2 separate regions of the Macaca mulatta genome follow, and region 1 is linked to region 2. The links are chromatin contacts, called in public Hi-C maps. All regions are on one chromosome and are shown on one strand. Each heading gives the region's core, a stretch centred on a gene start, on an enhancer-like site or on the middle of the called end of the contact. The rest is flanking DNA. Distances are from core to core; before and after follow the strand shown.

Evidence for each region. Hi-C and Micro-C count contacts between places; a contact is called where the count stands out from the background.
Region 1: a contact with region 2 is called in a Hi-C map of fetal cortex germinal zone, with 6 times the contacts expected there. The contact joins the promoter of FNBP1L here to the enhancer-like site in region 2. A contact is called at or near these places in 4 of 14 Hi-C or Micro-C datasets (cortical neurons, fetal cortex germinal zone, fetal cortical plate and 1 more).

The regions. Positions count from the first base shown.
Region 1 is chr1:146,825,791-146,829,705 of T2T-MMU8v2.0, forward strand. It overlaps FNBP1L (formin binding protein 1 like), which reads right to left and starts at 1,332. Exons shown (of 14, transcript XM_077952925.1): 1 at 1,133-1,332. The coding sequence starts at 1,156.
Region 2 is chr1:146,647,352-146,651,395 of T2T-MMU8v2.0, forward strand. The region is part of intron 3 of BCAR3 (BCAR3 adaptor protein, NSP family member); the gene reads left to right. Among named protein-coding and RNA genes, the nearest start is that of BCAR3, 80 kb to the left of the region's middle. Within about 2 kb of position 1,645, at least 4 of the 40 cell types and tissues checked have an H3K27ac peak or open chromatin away from gene starts, as enhancers often do. A contact at or near this core is called in fetal cortex germinal zone, where this site is marked.

The sequences.
Region 1 (3,915 bases), core at 82-2,581, 180 kb after region 2:
CTTTATCTGCAGTGATTTCACGAGATCCTCGCGAACAAAAGGCACGGAAAACAGGCACAGGTGGAATAAAAAGGGGAGTGGCTGAGGCCAGGCGGCTCTCGGAACAGCGCCCCCACGCACCCAGTTCCCCCGGCCGCACCTGAGAAATCACAGCCCTCTACACCTCCACCCTTCCGCGCCGGCGCCAGGGGCAAATTCTCCGACCTATTACCCTCCGCCCGTACCTTGGCCAGACATTGGGCATTGTCTGGAGCCTCCTGTGCCAAAGAACGGCAGGGAGGAAAGGAAAGGAGAGAACGAAGGAGAAAGAACAAGTGAGAATAAAGAACGGAAGGGGAAGTAAAGCAACAGGGAAACCGTACGCTCCTTTTGGCAAAATTAGCTTCCTGAATTAAATCACTCGATTTAATTCAGCCCCCAAAACCAAGCCATCAGCCCAAAGGCTGCAGCCGGGGTTGGCCAAACCGGAGTCCCTCGAAGCTGTGCCCGCCCGAAGCACAGAAGCAGAGAGAGGGAAATGGGAGTGTGGGCTGGGCCTGGCTGGCCCGAGGCCGGGCTCCGAACAAAGCCGCCTGGGTCCCCATACCTGGGGCGAGAGCTCTGGGCGGCGCCTCCCCGCTCCCCGCTCCCCGCGCCGCCCCAGCCGGGCGACGCCCTAGCCCCGCGGACCTGGCCCGGGCGAGGGATCGCGGCCGGTCCCCTCCCCGCCCTCGAACAGCGCCCATTGGGGACAATGGGCCCCCTCCCCCGCCTCCAGGAGAAGAGATACAAAGGGAGAGACGAGCCGCCGGGCGCGAAGCCAGGCGTCGGGAAAGTGAAGGCGGAGGAGGAAGGGACAAGAGGGGATCACGGCGGACGCAGTAGCCCGCGGGCTGCTCCCCCGGCCGTCCCGGGCGCCGCCCGAGCCGCACCACGGTGGCAAAGGCGGGGGAACGGACTAGCGGCCCCCTAGACCCCCGACCGAGAAGGGAAGAGGAGTCTGCACACAAAGAGGAGCGAGACCCTCACCCTCCGCCAGCGCCGTACCAAGGACCGCGGTGCGCGCTCTCACCGCCGAAGGTCCGCGGCGCCCGCCCAACCCGCGCTTCTCAGGGGCCGGGGTCCATGCGGGGCGCCCCTTTCCCCCACTCACCCACAGCTCTGTGCCCCAGCTCATGGCGGAACTTGAGGCGACTCTGGCCGTCTGGCGTTGCCGCTGTCCGTCCGTCTGTCGGCTCTGCCGTCAGTCGATCCGACCTCTCACTCCCTGGCCGGCGGGCTAGCAGCTCAGCGGGTCTGCCTCGAAAGGTGCCGCCACCGCCGGGCTCCCCAGTGAGTGAGAAAGACGCGACTGGTGAAGGCGCCGCCGCCGCCGCGTCCCCGCCTCCCCGAGCTGGGCGGGAGGGGGCCGGGGCCGAGGGGAGGCGGAACGCGGCGCGGGGAGGGGGCGGGGCGCAGTGCATCCTGGGATCGGGGAGGACCTGGGCGCCCCTGGCCACCGCCGCCGGGGTCCCCCAGCGGGCACCTGGTCACCCTCGCTGGCCCCTTTCGCTCGTCGAGTCTCCTCCCGCCGGTACCCCGCAGCTTGGACTGCCTCCGCTCCGCCGACACTCGCACCCCGTTTCCAAGATAGAAAGGGAGAGAAGGGAAAAGATCCCACCGCCGCTATTATCTCATTCCTCCTCTGCGCTGAGCCCCTTTAGGTGAGGCAATTTCAGTTACCTGCCTTTCCTGCCTCTTGTCTCCTCCACGCGGGAGAAACCTTGACAGGGAAGCGTCATCCAAATCCTAGAGTTTAGATTGAGGAGAGTTGTGTTTTATTTTTTTAAATCTTGATGCTTAAGGTGATCTTTCGAGCCTGATGCTTTGACATGACGATTATTGGGGACCACCAAAATGTGCACAGGTTGAACATCAAATGTGAATGCAACATGTCCCCGATTCTGTCTTTAAATGTTTAATTTTATAAATTCTGTCAGGAAATTATAAAAAGAGGCAGCTCTTCCAGTAATCATTTGGGGATGTTGCCAAGGCACGAGATGGAAGACGTGGACAAATGTGAGCCGAGCTGTCACCTACCGAAGATGAGAAGGCAGCTTGCCCCATCTCTGGAATGGGCACCTCGTGGGTGGGGGTTGGATGGGAGCCAGATTTTTCTCTGGTAGTGTAAACAGCCTATTAGGAACTTCAGATCTCTTTCACGTCCCGGTATCGGAACCTTGGAGGCAGGTCCACTACTTCCTTTTTTCTCTATGGAGCTACTTCTTGGCCTATCTCCATGGGAAGGCTGTTAGCTAGCTTGGCTGGTGCTACTAGATATCAAGTACGCTGAGCAACTCCCTAACATATGCTTTAGTATTAATAGCTTGTCTCCTAAAGCAAGCAAGCGCACACACACACTTCAAAGCAGTCAACTAGTAGAGTACTCCTCAGTGCGTCATGACAGCTGGGTGTTTTAGGAAGCTCTCCCAACGGGTTCTTTGTCAGCACTGAAACTCCTCCCCTACCTGGCCTGCACAGGTGTTCCAACCTCTTCCGCTTAATCCGTGTCCTTGCCTAGCTGCGCTCCCTCTTGGAGTTGAGGCCAACAGCCAGACAGCCCAGTTGCTAATCTTCCTAAATTTTCTGCTCTCCTTCCCTGAGGCCACTTTAAGCATACGAATGCCCTCTTCCAAGTGGGTTATAGACAATTTTTAAATGCTTAAGTTTGTACCATGCAGTGAAAAGCCTGTGAAGCATTGAACAACAGTTTCTAATATTTTTCCACATTGCCTCTATTCCAAAAGAATTTCTTCGTTTATTTACATCACCTAACATTGTTAACCGCCTCTCCTATCACTTCCTCTCAATCCCTGGAATCATGAATGTATTTTGCAATTGCAAGTAACACTAATTAGTAAGGGAAAATGGAATGGAAATGGATTTTTTTTTTTTTTTTGGACGGCTTTTCACTCTGTCGCCCAAGTTGGAGTGCAGTGGCGCGATCTTGGCTCACTGCAACCTCCACCCCCCATGTTCAAGCAATTCTCCTGCCTCAACCTCCCGAGTAGCTAGGATTACAGGCGCCCGACACCACGCCCAGCTAATTTTTGTGTTTTTAGTGGAGACGGGGTTTCACCATGTTGGGCTGGTCTGGAACTCCTGACCTCAAGTGATCTGCCTGCCTCAGCCTCCCAAAGTGCTGGGATTATAGGCGTTAGCCACTGTGCCCAGCCAGGAAATTGATTTATTAAATGAGTATCTCATTATTTAGCAGCACAGCAATACCAAGATTTATTATATCTAAGTATTGTCATAAAAGCTAAGACCTATAGAGTATAATTTAAATCGAAGTTAAAGAATTTATCTCTTTTTTTTTTTTTTTTTTTTTTCTGAGACACAGTCTTGCTTTGTTGCCCAGCAGTGCAGTAGGGCCATCTGGGCTCACTGCAACCTTCGCCTTTCCGGCTCAAGCAGTTCTCCTGCCTTAGCCTCCCAAGTAGCTAGGATTATAGGTGCTCGCCACCACACCTGGATAATTTTTTGGATTTTTTTGTAGAGATGGGGTTTTGCCATTGTTGCCCAGACTGGTCTTGAACCCCTGGGCTCAAGCGATCCAACCCCCTCAGCCTCCCAAAATTTTGGGATTACAGGCCATGAACCACCACACCCAGCCAGGATTTCTCTTTTAAAGTAAAATAATCTACTGTTCACATTAAAATTCCCAACCGTGCTGTTTATGTAATTTCCCAATAGAACATAAAGCTCACCTCCTACATGAAGATTTTTTCTTCTTTCAAGGTTCTGAAGCAGGATTCCACACTTAAAACAATTCATTTCTCTTCAAAAAGCTCAATTTGGGGGTTATCAAGGGTTTTCTTATTTGTTTTTGTTTTGAGACAAAGTCTCCTGTCATCCAGGCTGGGCACCATCATAGCTTACTACAACCTCGACCTC
Region 2 (4,044 bases), core at 395-2,894:
ACAAGTATGCAGTTCAGAAAGGGAGGAGTATTTTAATAGCCTCTTCAAATCATTACAGATGTTGGTCTTTGATACTAGAGTAGAACTCAACAAGTTGTAATTCCTTAGAGGTTAACTGCAGTGTGGACTCTGAAATCCTATCAATGAACTTGTTTTATTTCCTTAAAATTCAATTTGAATGGATCTCTCTTGCAATTTGAATGGATCTTTTACCCATGCATAAGTTTATATCATCATGCATTGGCCATTTGAAAAATATTGGTTTATAAGTTATGCAGATCTGATAAATGTTACATATTTCACTATGTAATATCAAAACTCACATTCATTAATATGACCACCGATCTCATCAGAAAAATCATTAAAGTATTGGAAAGCTGTCAAACTCATGTGGTAAATACAAGTTTTCCAAAATTCTATTTTCACTTGAAACCTGGAATTTTATCATTGGCAACAAACACTGTTGTTTTCCTTGAAGTAACAGGCTCACTTTGTTCGTTTTTCAGAAAATGGCTGCCAAATAAATACCCGAGTCTGAATAACCAAGTTTGTCAGACATTCTTTGAAGTAAAAACTGTGTTCCACGAAAAAGCAGCTAGTTGAGCCCACGATTCAATTGCACAGTTGCTTTTCCTTCAGACAAACTCTGTGCTTGGAAACGCGGCAGAATTGTTTTCTGTGCATGTCCTGTTCCATTGTACAGAATACTAAACAGACATGTACTCGAGGGCCCAGATTTAATAAAGTGAGTAATTCTCACTGCTTCATCAAAGACTTCTAGGTGGAACTGGCTCTTTTTCTTCAATTCTTTGAGCCAGTGGGAGTCAAGAGTGCAATGGCCTCTGGTAGAGTTTGGTGCCTCTGCCTTGCTTTGTGCTGAGGCACCAGGAATTCACCCGTCACAGCTTCTGCACCACCAGCAGTGAAACAGGCAAAAAATGTCTCTGTATCATGATGAAAATAAGTTTTGACCTCTCAGACCTCCAGAAACCTCCCCCCAGCCTGCAGACCAGCCTGTAGACCACACTTTGAGCACCACTGTACCAGAGGGTCTTTTGCTACTTAAGAGACTAAAAGCTGCAAAAACACTTAACGCACAAATAATCCCCTCTTGTTTATCTAAATCCATATTTATTTCTCTAGCAAAGTTTACTTTTAAGCTCAGCTTGCCCAACAGTTGCATTTACATTTAAAGAGACTGGTTATTAATATAAAAAAGACATTAAATTTTCATTTAAAAATAAGGAAAAAATTGAGAGTCAATCCTCGAAGTAAGGGTTCTCAATTGTGGGCCTGTTCCTTGCAGTGGAGTGGATTATGATGCCTCTAGAAATGCTAACTCTATGTAACATAACCAAGTCATGATATAATGTAAAGATCTGGTTGCTTATCATATACTGTAAAGTGCTAGGCCAGAAGCAATTGTAACTCTCCTCTCATTGCTTTACACTAAAACTCTGAAAACCCCAAGCTTGGTGGGGCCAAGGCTGGGGTTATGGCAAGGTGCTCTGCTTGAATGTGCAAGTACAGTCGAGGGAGAAATTTGTTGGAGGGATCCATTTACTTGCAGCAGGCTGGAAGTGCGCATTCTCCTGATCCTTAAGCTTTTATTAATTGCTGCAGCCTTGGCTCCTTCTATGCTCCCAGCGTGGATTTGCTGGCTGAGCTCCATCCGTCCTTTATGTGAATGAAGATAAGGATGTGTCAGACTCTGGGAATGAGAGCATGCTGTTTGGCCCTTCAAGGCAATTTCCTTTCGAGTCCCAGCCCTCTCCAGATGGCATCTAATTGTTTCTTGAATGACCTCAGTGTCCAGGCTGCAGGAACCTGGTCTGAGAAGCCATTTCACATATTTATTAGCCTGTGGATGAGAACTTACTATATAAAGCCCCCATTCACACTCTCAAAAGAGCTTTTTGTACAGAAGAAATAAGGAAGCTGATGGACTGTTTCCTGTGACCACCAGTCTCCAGCTGGATTCTTATTTTTACCAGGCCCCGGTGGGTGTATTTTGAAGGGGTCTGTGTGGTTCAGTTGAGTCCATCCCGATTCAGTCACCTCCACTCTGTCTCCTCATGGTCGCTACACAAAGCCTTGACAGAACGGAGTCAAGTCCCCTTACCTCATGGTTTCAGGATTACTTGAACAGAGTACAGGTGGTATGAGTTGGGGATTACTGCATTCTGGAAGCCTCTCCCAGTTTGGGAGCTAGTTCAGAGTTTGAGAGAGTAAAATGACTCTTAGGGCCAAAGTGGGAAGCAGCCCTAATTCAGCCAGAAGCTGGCAAGGCTGGCTTACCCAGTGAGGAGCATAACTCCTCTGTGGCCTGTCGTCCCTCACACCTCTGCAGTTCTGAACTATTTTTGGGGAGAGAGGGAAGGGCCCCTACCTTTTTGCAAATATCATGAATAAGAGCCATGTCTCCAGAAGTATGCATGCACACTTATTGCACATCTTAGTTCCAGGTGTTTGTGGACCCTAGGTTGAGAATCCCTGAGCTATCTCCAGATGTTCAGTGGGCCCCTATCATGTTCAGGCTTTCTAATGATGACAATAAGACATGGGTCGTGAGGCCAACAGACAAGGGCACCAGTCATTTTAATGAGTGCTTCAGTAGCTGAACCCTGGAGGACAGGGTTGGAGCTAGGGCTTCTTACTGGGACAAGTAGAAGAATAGCAAGGGGAGAAGGAAACCCCAATGGGCCCACACAGACTAAGAGCAGGGGCTCCCAAACTTCCAGGCCATGTCCACCTAAGGACTGTCTAAGGAGTACATTTGGGAAGATTCTAATGTGATTTGGAGATGATATAAACATCCTGTCCTTTGACCTGGAAAGAAGTCATGAAGGTTGCCCTCCCAGGTGACTGTACCAGGTAAAGCTCATCTGGCATCAGAAAGGGGGTGTCTCAGCCAGTACCTCTGAATTGGGTCTGTGGCCTTCCACATAGCAGAATAGCCTTTTGGAAACATTCTCCAGGAGCTGATGGTGCTGATGCCACATAAGCAGGGCTGAGAGTGCAGTTGGTTCATGCTTTCCCCTGGCTGGGAGGTGCTGGGTGTGGGAGCAGAACTCACCCCTACACCAGTGGCATAGGACATTCCAACAGTAGGAATCCCTCTCCCTCTTCCTAGAGGCAAATTCATGTCATCGTTATCCTTAAAAACTCAAGACAACTCAGTTATTTCCATGGAAGTCCCTGGAATAGACTGCAAAACACCATTAATTTCCATTCATTGCTGACACATGAGTGCACAACCCTATTATTAATGGGTGTATAATATGCATGTTTTCATGTAACATCAGTTCATGTTGGCTCCTTGTAGCGTTTCTCAGATACAGAGATCACATTTTATACACATAATCTCCAGCATAGCCCGACACAGTATGTTACATCTTCATCTCAAGTTTTAATCTTACACTGATAAGGTGAGCCTGTAAGCGCACATTGATGGTGTAAGCTAGGAAATTTACCTCTGGGAAGGGCATGGGTGGAGTGGCCTGGGTTGATGACTACTTCTGGGAAGGAAAACATTTTTAGGACCTTAGTCTCTTGCATCTGCTTCTCTTAGCACTTTGGCCACATTCTCTTCCATCAGCTTCTTTATGCAGTGGGGCCTGACTGTGGGCTGCTCTAGGCTTATATTCTTAAAACTTGTGGTCCAAGGGGAAAAGGGGGTGTCTTCCTTAGCCCTTGTTCGAAAAGTCTCAGGGAAGGACTCTGTTTGGTCTCATGTCATTCACCTGCTCACTCTTGGACCGTTCAGTGTTCAGTATTCTGATTGGCTCACACATCCATTTAAAGAATGAATACACATTCTACTCAGTAAAGCTTTTAAATATAATAGCCACCACCTGCTGTCTATACCATTTACCCCCCTACATTTTTAGGATCAGAAGTATATTCTGCTATATTTCCGTTATCTCTATTCAGGATACATATATAAAATGTTGACACATGAATGCTAAATTTTGCAAAAAAAAAAAATCTTTCCAAGTCCTATTCCCATCTTTCCCCAGTTTATCTCCCTCCTCGTTTATGTAC